Linked DNA regions of Mus musculus: all the other regions are linked to region 2. A link is a contact called in public Hi-C and promoter capture Hi-C data. All regions are on one chromosome and are shown on one strand. The core of a region is the stretch at or near the end of the contact, and the rest is flanking DNA. Distances in the headings are between cores, read along the strand shown. Region 1 has its middle 28 kb from the start of Gm25564. Region 2 holds the start of Sox11 (SRY (sex determining region Y)-box 11). Region 3 holds the start of 4930480M12Rik (RIKEN cDNA 4930480M12 gene). Region 4 has its middle 57 kb from the start of Gm25564.

The links. Promoter capture Hi-C pulls out the DNA fragments that hold promoters and counts their contacts. A called contact is a pair of places that touch in the nucleus more often than the background predicts.
Region 1: a Hi-C map of adipose-derived mesenchymal stem cells shows a contact between it and region 2, with 1.9 times the contacts expected there. The contact joins the enhancer-like site here to the promoter of Sox11 in region 2. A contact is called at or near these places in 5 of 39 promoter capture datasets (cranial neural crest, frontonasal cranial neural crest, hippocampal neurons and 1 more), 1 of 484 Hi-C or Micro-C datasets (adipose-derived mesenchymal stem cells) and 6 of 115 datasets of contacts at active chromatin or transcription factors (astrocytes, craniofacial prominence, embryonic brain and 3 more).
Region 3: a contact with region 2 is called in a promoter capture Hi-C map of hippocampal neurons, with 4 times the contacts expected there. The contact joins the promoter of 4930480M12Rik here to the promoter of Sox11 in region 2.
Region 4: a promoter capture Hi-C map of second pharyngeal arch cranial neural crest shows a contact between it and region 2. The contact joins the enhancer-like site here to the promoter of Sox11 in region 2. A contact is called at or near these places in 9 of 39 promoter capture datasets (cranial neural crest, embryonic stem cells, frontonasal cranial neural crest and 4 more), 17 of 484 Hi-C or Micro-C datasets (MC3T3-E1-derived osteoblasts, the N1E-115 cell line, brain and 11 more) and 4 of 115 datasets of contacts at active chromatin or transcription factors (craniofacial prominence, oligodendrocyte precursor cells and stem cell-derived neural progenitor cells).

Annotation. Positions count from the first base shown.
Region 1 is chr12:28,376,887-28,380,124 of GRCm38.p6, forward strand. No RefSeq gene overlaps it. Among named protein-coding and RNA genes, the nearest start is that of Gm25564, 28 kb to the left of the region's middle. Within about 2 kb of position 1,870, at least 14 of the 459 cell types and tissues checked have an H3K27ac peak or open chromatin away from gene starts, as enhancers often do. A contact at or near this core is called in adipose-derived mesenchymal stem cells, where this site is marked.
Region 2 is chr12:27,340,957-27,344,006 of GRCm38.p6, forward strand. It overlaps Sox11 (SRY (sex determining region Y)-box 11), which reads right to left and starts at 1,762. Exons shown (of 1, transcript NM_009234.6): 1 at 1-1,762. The coding sequence starts at 1,452. The coding sequence ends at 265.
Region 3 is chr12:26,210,006-26,213,060 of GRCm38.p6, forward strand. 4930480M12Rik (RIKEN cDNA 4930480M12 gene) reads left to right here and starts at 1,262. Exons shown (of 3, transcript NR_046278.1): 1 at 1,262-1,311. Gm29687 (predicted gene, 29687) reads right to left here and starts at 500. Exons shown (of 5, transcript NR_131149.1): 1 at 398-500.
Region 4 is chr12:28,406,001-28,409,251 of GRCm38.p6, forward strand. No RefSeq gene overlaps it. Among named protein-coding and RNA genes, the nearest start is that of Gm25564, 57 kb to the left of the region's middle. Within about 2 kb of position 1,856, at least 5 of the 459 cell types and tissues checked have an H3K27ac peak or open chromatin away from gene starts, as enhancers often do. A contact at or near this core is called in craniofacial prominence and second pharyngeal arch cranial neural crest, where this site is marked.

The DNA of each region.
Region 1 (3,238 bases), core at 620-3,119, 1.0 Mb after region 2:
TCAGTCAGCAGACCCCACCCCCTCCATGTCTGGGAAGGAAACTCAGGGCACTGTAGTCATTGAAAGTAATTGAACAAATGCATCCATGCATACTTTTCTGTAAGACAGTGTTGCCTGTGAGTCTCGTTTCCCCTTTGCAGTTAGCATAACCACAGTGCCGAATGCCCCTGCTGTCACTCAGAGGGACACAGAACGGAACACCTAGTGGATATGCTGTTCTGGTCAGCAACACCATTGCTGGACAGGAAAAGAACATTTCTCTTTTTTTACTAGATATTTTCTTTATTTACATTTCAAATGTTATCCCCTTTCCTGGTTTCCCCTCCGAAACCCCCCTATCCTCTCCCCCTCCCCCTGCTCACCAACCCTCCCACTCCTGCTTCCTCCCAATGACTTCACGTAAGGGGAGGATGATTTGTTTAATATGTAGGAAGTGCTAATTAGAATCTTCATTTTTATTCATTCATTCTAATTTAGTTAGAAAGCATGGAAAGTTCCAGAGAAAGGTTTAATCAGGGCAACCCTGAGGAAAAAAAAAGACATGAAAGCTGGACCAGAGAGGTCACCCCCGAGAGCCCCTTCTGAGGTGAGTAAAGGCATTCTAATTCTTCCAGGAACTTACTGATCCTCAGACATGCGCTTGCTGCCATCTGCACAATGGAGAGCCTGGTCTGTCACATGACTTGTCACCAAAAAGCAGCCCTAAATGTAGGCAGGGGCAACAGTGGCAACCATCTGTGCTGAGAGAGTCAGGGAAAGAGGCTGAAGGAGACCATAGATGGAAGCTTTCTGTCATGTAGTCGCAAATCCCGTGCCCACACCACAAGCCTCCTCTTGTCCATGGGGTTCCCAGTCTATGCTATGTCCCCTGCCACTATGCAGTCTAGAGTTGACTGATGTATGCATTGTGATTCAGCCACATCATTCACTCCAGATGGATGCTCCCAGCCCACACAATCTTGAATTAATACATACTTCCTGAACCCTTAGTCCTGAAACAATAGCCACCGTGTGTGTTCTTCCAGTTCTTGAGATGATGAGCTTCAAGTGAGCTTGTCTGTGGAAATCATCTCTGAAAACTGTAAACCGGTATGCAAAAAGAAAAAAAAAGTGTTGAGTCAGGAGGATGACGCTTTAGCGATAATGGACAATATGATATCCCTACATGATTCTACAGTAAAAGACAGAGGAAGAGAAGGCAAGACTGAGGAAAAATAACTCCCTTGGGGTAAAGACAACATTCTTCATGCATTGCACACTGATGTAGTTCCCTCCCTCCCAGAGTTTACTGGCATAGTTTGCAGCATTTTTATACAGCCTGCTGCTGTCAGTGCCTGGAATTCCCATCACCCCTTGCTCATGTTACATACCTTCCACAGTGAAGTATGTTCATCTGCACATTTTATTTGCTTGCTCACAGTTTGAATTTTAAAGGAGCTTAGGGCTGCCCAGAAATGTTAGGACAGATTTTTTTTTTAAACTGAAACCAAACATAAAATATTTATTCCTAGGAAGGAGACTGTCGGAGCCACTGGAGAAAATCTGCCTTTAAGGCCTGGATGGCATTGGTCCCCTGGTTTCATAAAGAAGGTTTTATTTATTCTTATGAATAAAGGCAATGGTTGCCTTTTTTTTTTTTTTTTTTTTTTTTTTGCCTGGGAACCAATAGTGCTCTGGAAGGGAGGCCACACTGAAACATCACATTCTCTCCTGAGGCACAGATGGCACTAGTAGTTCCCGTGACATCTCTTCCTGTGATGCTCTACCTCTGTGGAATGGATATTGTCAACACCTCTCAATGAGTGCCATTGACACCTCACAGAGGCAATTTCTTTAGATGTACAGTCCTCCATTGTTAGCTGGAACCACGGAGGAAATAACACAGCCTCTGACTCACTTTCAGCAGCGCATCTCCTGCTATGAGCTGTGTTCAAACACAGAAGCTAGCGGAAGGATTTTTGACTCCAAATCTTAACAATTACTAACTTAGGCCATCAGAAAGACCTTTCAATCTTGCAATCCTTGGCCTGCACACGTCTTCATCAACTTGGGCTGTGTGATAGCAAGAAGGGACAGAGTGGGAGGGAGCACACAGAGAGGAGAGATGGCATGGGGGGGGGCAGATAATGCAAGAACTCTGACGTCTTAGTCCTCTTGTAAGGCCACTAATTCTCTCTCAGGATCTCACCCTCACAAATTCTTCTCCAGATACCATCATATTAGGGGCTCAAGATTCCAAGATGTAAACAGGCAAAAGAGAAGGAGAACCAGTGACCAGTCCACAACACAGAACCTATAAAGCAGTAGCAGAAATGTTCTCCTCCTGTAGTGTGCAAGAACTCAGCGTAAAACACCAGACACATGGAAAGCCAGCTGTGCTCTGTGCTCTGTAAACAATACTCTTCACTTACAGCCGGAGCTGACCTTGCAGATGTGTTCATATAATCACTTCCTATTGAAGAGCAGAGTCTCACTCTGTAGCCCACACTGACCTGTAACTTGCTAGATGGTGCATGCTGGCTTTGAACTTGCATCACTCTTCCAGAGACCTCCCTCTCATCTCCCAAGTACTAAGGGTCATTGGCATGAGCCTTATTACTAAGAAAAGCCAGGGCTCTTCTTTTATCATATACAACTAAGACCATCAGTGTGCTGACACAGGTTCATGTTAATTTGCCTATTTCAGAATGTTAAGTATCTTACACCACAGAAACCTCAAAATGAGCCTTCTTCGATTTCCAATAAAATAACATAAAATGAGCTTTCTTCCACCTCCCTAAAACCCTCTTCAGTAAAAAATTCCTCATGGTGCCATCCCCCTCACATTCAGAAGCTACAGTCTATAGGGAAGGCTCGAGCTATTTAGAAGCTAAGCAGTTAGCCAATGCATGGGTTGGCAGTCACAGAGTGCATATCGGCCACAGTGTTCCAGCATACACCAAGGTCAGCTCCTCCTGAAGCTGCCCATTTCCTCTCTGACACTGGCTTTTCATAAAATCCATCCCAGAGAGAGACCTCAGCATCAGCACCACCCAGCACCTGTGACTTCATAACACCCAGAAGCTCAGAGATCTTCTGTTCACTTAGTTCCAACAGCTGAAAATGACTTCTACAAAAAGCATCACTTTGGAGGTACACACATGAAGAAGAAATGGGCATTTCCATGTCCCAAAATATATTCCTGTCTGCAAATATGTTAGATAGAAACTAAAATCTCTTTCTGCTTGTCAGTTGGCCT
Region 2 (3,050 bases), core at 512-3,011:
AGACTAGGTGTGCAACTACCTTGAGACACGATAAAGGACGGGAAGAGTGGGGAGACCAAAAAATTTTTTAAAAATAAAAATTAAAAAAAAAACTTGGAAAATCTGTTTAAAACTACTCATTTCACTTTAACTCCAACAACATTTCATCACCGTTTCCAATTTCTCAGCGCCACATCTCTCTGACCATGAGCATCTTCTCCCCCTCCCCCCACCATCCTCTTTATCCTGACCGCCACGACTGCCTCCCGAGGAGCCCTGCGCCTCTCAATACGTGAACACCAGGTCGGAGAAGTTCGCCTCCAGCCAGTCCCCCGCGATCATCTCGCTCAGCTCCGGCGTGCAGTAGTCGGGGAACTCGAAGTGGGAACCCAGGCTGCCCTCGCTGAAGGAATCCAGGTCCTTATCCACCAGCGACAGGGACAGGTTCCCCGCCGCTCCCGCGCCCAGTGGCTGCTCGCAGGCGCTGTGCGCGCCCTGGGAGAAATTCAAGCTCAGGTCGAACATGAGGTCGTCTGCATCCTCGGCGCCGCTGCCGCTGCTGCTGCCGCTGGATGAGGAGGTGGACACGCAGCGGGAGGACGCGGGCGACAGCGCGGGAGGCGCGGGCGGAGGCTGCTGCTTGGTGATGTTCTTGAAGCTGTAGTAGAGCCGGCCGCCCGCGCGCACTTCGTCGTACAGGCTCGCGCCCTCGGGGGACTCGGCGGCACTGCTGAGCGTGGGGCTGGCGGGGACCTTGGCCACGCTGTAGCGCCTCAGCAGCTGAGGGGGTTGCTGCTGCGTCGGCGGCGGCAGCAGGTGCGAGTGCGCGGGCTCGTCGTCGTCGTCGTCAGCGTCCGGCTTGGGCCGTAGCTGCAGCTCGTCATCTTCGTCGTCGTCTTCATCGTCGTCGTCCAGGAAGACGCACTTGGCTGCCTTGCCCGCGGCGCAGTCCCCCGGCTGCGCCGCCTTGCCCGCGCCCGCCTTGCCCGCAGGCGCCTTGAGCTTGGCGCACTTCTTGCCGGGGCCCTTGGCTGCCTTGGCGCCCGCCGCGCTCTTGTCGGGGCTCTGGCCCGCGCTGGGCTTGGCCGCTGGGTCCGTCTTGGGCTTTTTGCGCGGCCGGTACTTGTAGTCGGGATAATCAGCCATGTGCTTGAGGCGCAGGCGCTCCGCCTCCCTGATGAACGGGATCTTCTCGCTGTCCTTCAGCATCTTCCAGCGCTTGCCCAGCCTCTTGGAGATCTCGGCGTTGTGCATGTCGGGCGACTGCTCCATGATCTTCCTGCGCTCGATCTTGGACCACACCATGAAGGCGTTCATGGGCCGTTTGATGTGGCCCGACGCCGTCTTGCACCAGTCCGGGTCGCTCTCGTCCAGGGCCACCGGGCTGCACGCCATGAACTCGCCCTCCTCGGTGTCCAGCGCGTCCCGGGGCAGGTTGCTCTCGGCTTCCGAGCTCTCGGCCTGCTGCACCATGGTCCGCGGCGGGGCTGGGCGCTCGGTCTCCTGCGCGGGCGCCCCTCCCCCTCCCGCCCCTCCACCTTCTCCGGCAAGTTGCAAAGTCCTTGGCCGCGCGCGTCCGCGGCTGCCCCCCTCCCCCCCGGCCCCGTTCCCTGCTGCGTCGGCGGCTGCGGCGGCGACCGGAGAGGAGGCGGCGGCGGCCCGGGACCCGCGCTCTCTCTCTCACTCGCTTGATTTCTCGCTCTCTCACTCCTGGCAGCCGCCGCAAGCGCCGGACCCCAAGCACTCCCAGGCGCGCGCGCTTCTTCTGCAAAAAGTTGAGGGCTCTCTCTCAACTCGTTATCAGGGTGTCATATGGGTGACATCACTACTCCCACCAGCCAATGGCTGGTCCCGACTCCGCCTATCTCCCGTTATTAACCACGGGCCCCACCTCCAGCCCCGCCTCCTGGCCAGTTTGCAAAGATGGGGGGCGGGGGGAGTTGTCTAGAAATATGTTATTTTTTCAAAAGAAATCCGCGAGTGCGCACAGCTGCGCGTGTCCCCCGGGCGGATGCAGGACGGAGCGAGAGACGCCAGCGCGGACTCAAGGGCGCGGGACGATGGACTGAACCCCAGTGCAGATGCACCCACCCGGGCACCGCGAGTGGGTGCCCCTGCTCATCCTGGGCGCGTCGCGCCCTAAACCCGCGCGCGATCGCGCTGCGCCGCTATCCAGCAGAAGGTGGCGCTTCGACACCGCGCGGCACCGTGCACGTGGGCTCATCCTCCGGTTCTTTTTCTCCCTCTTTCTAGAGCCCGGTCGCCGGGCCCTCCCTCCCCCCCTCCCCGCGCACCCGCAGGGTTTTGTCCCGTCTCTCCCCCTCTCGTTTTCCCTCCTGGATCGCGCGCATCTGCCGGTTCGGCTGGAGTAACGGTCTTCGGAGACCGCCGTGTCCGGGCGGCTCCGGAGCGGTTCGGAAAGGAGTTCACGGATTCAGGCCGGATCGGTGAAACAGCCCGGGACTCAGCATCGCCGCCCCTCCCCCACTTTCTACTCCATAGGCCTCCCCAACTCCCCGCGTCCCGCCTCCTCTGTCCATCACCTACGCCCTCCTCCCCTGCAGCTCGGTCCTGAAACCCTAGCTCTGCCTCCCAGCACGCACCTTCTGGGTCATTTGCTATTTTAACCCAACGGTACAAACCAAAGCTAAAATGAAGTGCACTCTCGTTTAAAGCGAAGATATTTCTTATTTGCCTGCTAAGGCTGCCGCTGGAGCGGTGGCTCCTGCCTACTGGTTTTGCCGGGCTCCTTGGAAACTCGCTTCTCTTTGTGTTGTCTCTTACCCACCTATGGCTCTTCTGAGGACAATGAAACGAAGCCTTTCTGCTTTCTGTTTAACGTGGCTGCTCACCCTGTTTTCCTCATACCTACCCACTGTCAGTTCTGGGGGCTGGTTCTTAAGATCTACAGCCCCTCACCCCACCCGGAGTTGCTCACCCGAGAAATCGGCCGCCCGGGACTAGTGGAATTATCTAAACATATTTCCTTTCAGGTTGGTGTACTGCACAGGGTACTACACTTCTCATCTCCCACACATCCCCACTCCGGACATAGAATGGTGCCAGGTCTT
Region 3 (3,055 bases), core at 12-2,511, 1.1 Mb before region 2:
CTACACCCATACACACACGGGGGAGAGGGGTAGGAGAGAGAAAGAGAGAGAAGGAGGGAGAGGGAGGGAGGGAGGGAGGGAGGGAGGGAGGGAGGAGGAGGAGGAGGAGGAGGAGGAGGAGGAAGTCGTCACTGAGTGTCTGTCTTTTTGTTTTCTTTGTATGATGGGCTACATTTTAGAAATATAGCCATACATTCTTAGACTTCCAGAGCTGAATTTTGGCTTTCCTTTTTTTCTGTAATGCATGAGACAAAAGTATGTAGCTTTGCATGTGATTTACTTATACTGTGACAATGATAGGATCCCTCACAAGGAAATGCTCAAAACTCCTTGTATGATTCTTAGAGGAAAAGAGACCATGAGGCTCATCTGCTATCTGTGATCACTGCATGCCTACCTCACCATGTCCTCCACTTTGGTAGCTCCGAATTGGTCAAGGTTTGTCTCCGTTCCTTCATTTCCTACCCTAAGCACCAATGCTATTCCTGTAAGTGCACCCTTCTCCTTCCCTTCCACGTGAATTCCCTAAAGGCTCACACTCACTCGCTTCATGCCAGCACCTGCCTCAGCACGTGGGGGATGCTGGGAACAGGACAACAGACTCATAACGTGACATATTTAAAACAGAAAAACAAGTGTGTTGGTGGTCCAAGTCTATCCTACAGAATCCTAGATTCATATCAAACGTTAAGAAAGCAACAGGGAAAGTAAGACTAGGATGATGGGGAATCAGTCTTGTTTAAGATTGTGAAGCTTCTGGGGTTTAAGCTTGCTCTCAAACTCAAATTCCAGCATGGGCAGCCTCCTCTACCTAAGAAAATGTCCACATGGGAGGGTTTTTAGGCTCAGCAGACCCCAGGGATCTTTGACCTTCAACCTTGTGGCTCTGAGAGGCCTCTTTTACTTCCTTGGATTAAAACTAGCAAACAAACAAAATCCCTGGAGGCAATAGCAATATCAAATTACCTAGAACACCTGGGTTTAAAACAGAGGAAGAAAAAGGAGGGGGAAAAAAGAAGATAAAGTTAACAATGTTGTGCGGACAATCTTTGATTTTAAAATACTTTGTAAATTAGCACCGTAGGCTTAACCCAGCTCCTCTTCTTCTTGTGTGATGGGGTGGGTAGCTGGCTGTACTTGCTCCGCAAGGAAGTATCTCTCCCTCAAGGGCTCTGTCACCTTTGCTCTTTCTCAGTCCTGGGGCCTTATGAAGTCTTGCTGTAGTCATAGCAACAAGGGAACATCACACTCCCAGCTAATTACCAATCTTTCTGGGTAAGGAAAGAAAATTAATTTCCTCGGACGGACAAGGTAAGCCTCCACACTACAAATGTTTCTTATATTATATTTCAAAAGACAAAAATGTGGCTGTCCTTTGCTGGATTCGATCAGTAATTAGTTAGAAGCATAATTTGCATTCACAGAGTAATTGTGTTTACTTTCCAAGCTAATACAATTTTCAGGGAAAACTAGTAGATCAGCAAGAGTAAGACCCCCCACCCTGTGAGCAAAGGCCTTTATGTTTTATTTAAAGTTGTCACGTGGAGCCTGCATTTTCTTTCAGATCTCTCAAGCTGTGTGGCAGTTCCCCAAATGGCTCGTTCCAGAAACAGCTTTGGATCGTACATTTGTGTCTCATCTGTTGACAAGCATTTTAGTTTTCTACGAGTTCCCTCTAGTACTCGCCTTACCAAATACAACTGTTGGCGCGGAGTCTCCAAATGGCGGATTGATACAGTCCCACAAACCCTACACTTCGCAGTCGGATCAATCACTTTGCATTTGGCTGCAACAAAGAGAAAATGATTTCTAAAGGTGCTGACTCAGAGCTTAGTGAGATTTACTTAAATGCATTTCATATTTTAATTAAAACATATAGATGCTCCTCACTTCCTTGAGAGAAGGAATATGATATCTCTCCATAGTTTGGATGTGTGCCTTTCCCTGTGGCATCCTATTCTTTCTTCTTGCTCTAATCAGGAACCAGGCATTTGGGGGGAGAGAGCTTCTGTATACAGTATGCTATTTGATTTTCTTCTCTGGTGAGCTCTTGCATAGGCTGGAGAACAGAGATTAAAGGTGTGTATATTTAGTATCAGAAAAGCAGAGTGTATGTTTTCGCATCTCCTTTATACATTAATCAAGAGAGCTGGCTTCCAGGGAACGATTGCTGCTACCATTGGGAAAAAAACAGCAGCCTCTTAATCAGTGTTTCACTGTTGTCAGCTGGGGAGTCAGGGAGAGTTAGGAGCTACTGGGCTCCTTCCCAAAGGGCTCTCATCTCCTGATAAAACTTGTCCTTTTTCCTTCCCAATCCGGAAGCCTAGGATCCAGTATCAGCAGTACTATATGTCATATTCCAGGATATTTCATTCTTGTTCCCTTAACTGATTGGTTCTATCTAGAAAGAGGCAGATTTTTTTTTGGTCCCCCTTTTAATGGAACTGTAATTCAGATTCTGAATTTCAACAATAACAAACAAATAAACACCTGTTGGACTGATTCCTAGCCTCATAGCCTGGGCATTGTCTGTGCCCTCTCTGATGAAATCCTGGGGACTGCACCTGGGTTACTATGACATTACAATACACTGGGAGTGAGATTAGACACCAGGGCCAGCTTCCACAGCTTTGAGGAATTTAATAGTGAAACTGGCTGACCCCCTTCATTACTGATCTCCAGTTTCCCTGATTTATGGATGGGAGCACTACAGCCCAGGAAATGAAGACAGTGGGTGCAGTCTACCCACAGGATAGAGGAGCAAAGCAAACCTGTCATCAAATGGCCCCAGGTCCCTGAAAGCGAGTTAGTGGTGAAAACTGGCTAGCTACCTCTTTCTATGTCTTCTGGAGGGTTTTTTTGTTTTTTGGAGTTTTTTTTTTTTTTTTTTTTTTTTTTTTTTTTTTTTGTCTGTCTGTTTGTTGTTTGCTCTTTTGGTTTTTTATAAACCCCTGAAATATAAAATCTGATTTGAATTCTAGTGGACAGCCTGATTTGTGACTTTGTTAGAGTTCATCAAAAGACCCTTACTCAGAAAGACCACAGAGACCACCGC
Region 4 (3,251 bases), core at 606-3,105, 1.1 Mb after region 2:
GAAACCATACTGGTGTCTATGGACTGGGCTGCCACCTGAGACCATGTTGATGTCTGTGGTCCATGCTGTCACCAAGACCATGTTGATATTTGCTGACGCTGAAGGCCAGGTGGATATCCATGATTTGTACTACTGCTGGAGGCCATGTTGATGGCCATGGCCTGTGGTGAAAGCATATTAGTGTCCGTGGTCCATGCTGCAGCTGAGGGCTGTGTTAATAATGTCCATGGTCTGAACCATCACCAAGACTATACTGAGGTCCATGGTCTGTGCTGGTGCTGAAGGCTATGTGGCTATCTGGTCCATCCTGTCACCAGAAACCATTTAAAATCCACAGACCATGCTGCTGCTGACTGTACAGGGAAAGGAGGTGTCTTTTGCAGTGGTATCAATAACTGCAGACTCATAAGAATGAGAGACATAGAAAAAGCTTCCAGGACAACCTCTCCTCCCAGCCCCAGCCCCTACCCACCTCCTTCCCCCCTAAAAAAAGAAAGAAACATTCTAGACATGAAGCCATTGAAGAGAACCAGTCAATGTAGCTGTAATGTGGAAGACATTTTCAAACACACTGAAATTGGGAATGACAACCTGCTTAGTTTACTAGAAGAATGTTTTTTTAACAAGAAGAAAAATAACCACAACAGGAAGAAGATATCCAAAGTGTATGTCTATAACACCTGCTGTGTTTGGAGCTTGAGGCAGGAGGATCATGGGTTTGAGGTGACCCTGGTCTACAAAGACCCTGTCTCAACAACAAAACAAAACAAATCAGAAAAAGCTAGAATGAGACCCTCATCTGAACCCCACTCATCCGGAGGCAGAAGATGGCTGAATGCAATGCCAGCCTGAACTATATAATGTCTCCAATTGTGAGCCCACAGCTTACATAACTTATAACCTACATGGCTTAAGAAATTAAATCTGTGTTTAAAGATACAATGTATAAGTAATAATAACCAGTGTAATGGGGAGTGTACTTAATAAATAAAGCTATGTTCTTTGCTTAATTTGGAAAGGCTATAAAAACAATTTAAAAACTTTAAAAATAGTTAATAAACTTAGATATTGTTAAATTGTAAGTTAAATGTAAAAGGCTAGAAATACATTTTAGAAAATATGGTTGAACTATGAAAAAAATTTAAACCTATAGCAAAAAAAATGCAAAGTGAAAGGCTACACTGTAGTGTGGTTAAAATGCATTTATGAAAAATAAAATCTTAGGACTGAGTCTACTGATGCCATTAATCACAACATAAATAGTAAAATCTGTAATTTTAAATTTTAAAAATAAATTTTACAATTCATTTCAACCTTCAATATGTTTACCCAACATGGTGGTTATTCTGACAGACACTGTGTCCTGAGACAGAGTTTAATGATATTTTGGATTAAATTTGATAAAGAGATGAATTTTAGGTATTTCTTAAATAATTCAGATAGCCACCTGAGTGGCTCAATTTGAATCAGTCATAACATTTCCCACCAATTTCCCACCAAATATCAGCACTAGCTCATTATATCCTTACTTATCCCTGGATTTCACCTAAAATATGGGGCTTTTTTTTAATTAGGAAAAAATAAATAAAAGAAAGATGAAGTAGAAAATTCTAGAGTAACCGAAGTAGTCTAGGAAAGCCCTGGCACACCACTCTCCCTGTTGGAGGGCACGTGGAAAGGCCAGCCCTCTGTGGCTTCACTCCAGGCTGGACGGGACTCCGATTTGATACCCTGTACCCAACATCAAAGCCGCACAATGGTTACCTGGGAGTGATGGATGACATCACTTTAGGTATCTCACAACCCGGAGGCGGCGCCTCCCATGGCAAATTACAGATGAAGCCCTGGAGAGTGAAGGAAGTCATGTACAAGAACAAGGCTCTCCAGTCCTAGAGGTTATCGGCTCCAGATGTGCCCCATGGAACAGAATGAAGGGATAATTATTTGCATGTGTCAAATTGGATGCTGTGAGAGCAAACCTGGGGAGGCCTCTTTAGCCACAAAACTCTCAGCACTGGATCATTATCCAATTTCTGATCTTATCCCTTGGTTACTAAGTCATAGCAATGAGGAAGGAGTTGGAAGCCAGGTTCACAGTTGTAACAAACTATGAAGAACCACACAGTTGCATGTTCACACTGACTTGCACCACCAACTCCGCAGAGAGGGGGTCATGCGAGACACTTAGGTTGTGAGGGAGAGCAGGCCACAGATGGCTGAGGGAGCTGAGGAAGTGGCCCTGCAATAGTGCCAGGAAGGAAGGGGTTGTGAGACAAGGAGAGTCTGTATTAGAGGGTCAGCAGGGTCCCAGGCACTGCCTACAGTCCTTACTCTGCTAAAAGGCCTGCATTGTACTTGTGCCTGACCCTGTCTTGGATGGTCAAGGAGCCATTAAGAAAATTAAAGGGATTTCTACAAGTTACCCCAAGTTGGTCCCAACAGTTAAGAAGGAATGGATATAGAGCATCCTGGGTGGCAGGCTGAACACCCACAATGGAAGCTTCAGGGTCCCAGAGATGCCCTGCCACTCCTTGGCAAATAAATCTCCTCCCTCTCAGAGCCCTCCTCTCCCCAATTCCATCTTTTTTTCTTGCAAACTCTTTCTTCCACCCTCTTTCCCCTCTTTGCTTTCCCTCTCCCTCCACCTGTGTCTTTCCTCTTTCCCTTCCTCCCTCTCTCTCCCCTTCCTCCCTCCCTCTCTCCATCCCTCTATACATGGGCACCCTCTCTGCACCCTAAACTCCTTCAGGCCCTCAAAACTAAGCCATAGCCTTGTAAAGCTGATATACAGTCAAGGAAAATTATTCAATAACGGATGACTAAGAGAGTGAATGAGTGGATGGATGGATGGATGGATGGATGGATGGATGGATGGATGGATGAATAGATGGATGGGTAGTAAGAAGTAAATATACTGATATAATCTTGCAACATTTTTTTAGTGAAAATAAGTGGGGCCCATGTGAATAAGCTGAGCACACATTTGGGAATGACAAAAGAAAGAGCACAGATGGAAGGACTGTGAGGCAGAGAGAGGAGAGCCAGGGTGTCAGTCAAGCCTCCCATTCTCTGCTGCCACCCACTTAGATCTCTTACAGCAAAGAGGCTGTGCCCCCAAGTAAGAGGACTGTGCTGTGGGTGACCAACTGGAAAGGAAGGGGCCTCACCCACATCCCTGAGGAAGCATGAGGCCCAGCAGCATCCAAAACAGACAACGAGGCCCTGCCTAGTTAGTTCATGGGAAGTGCTCT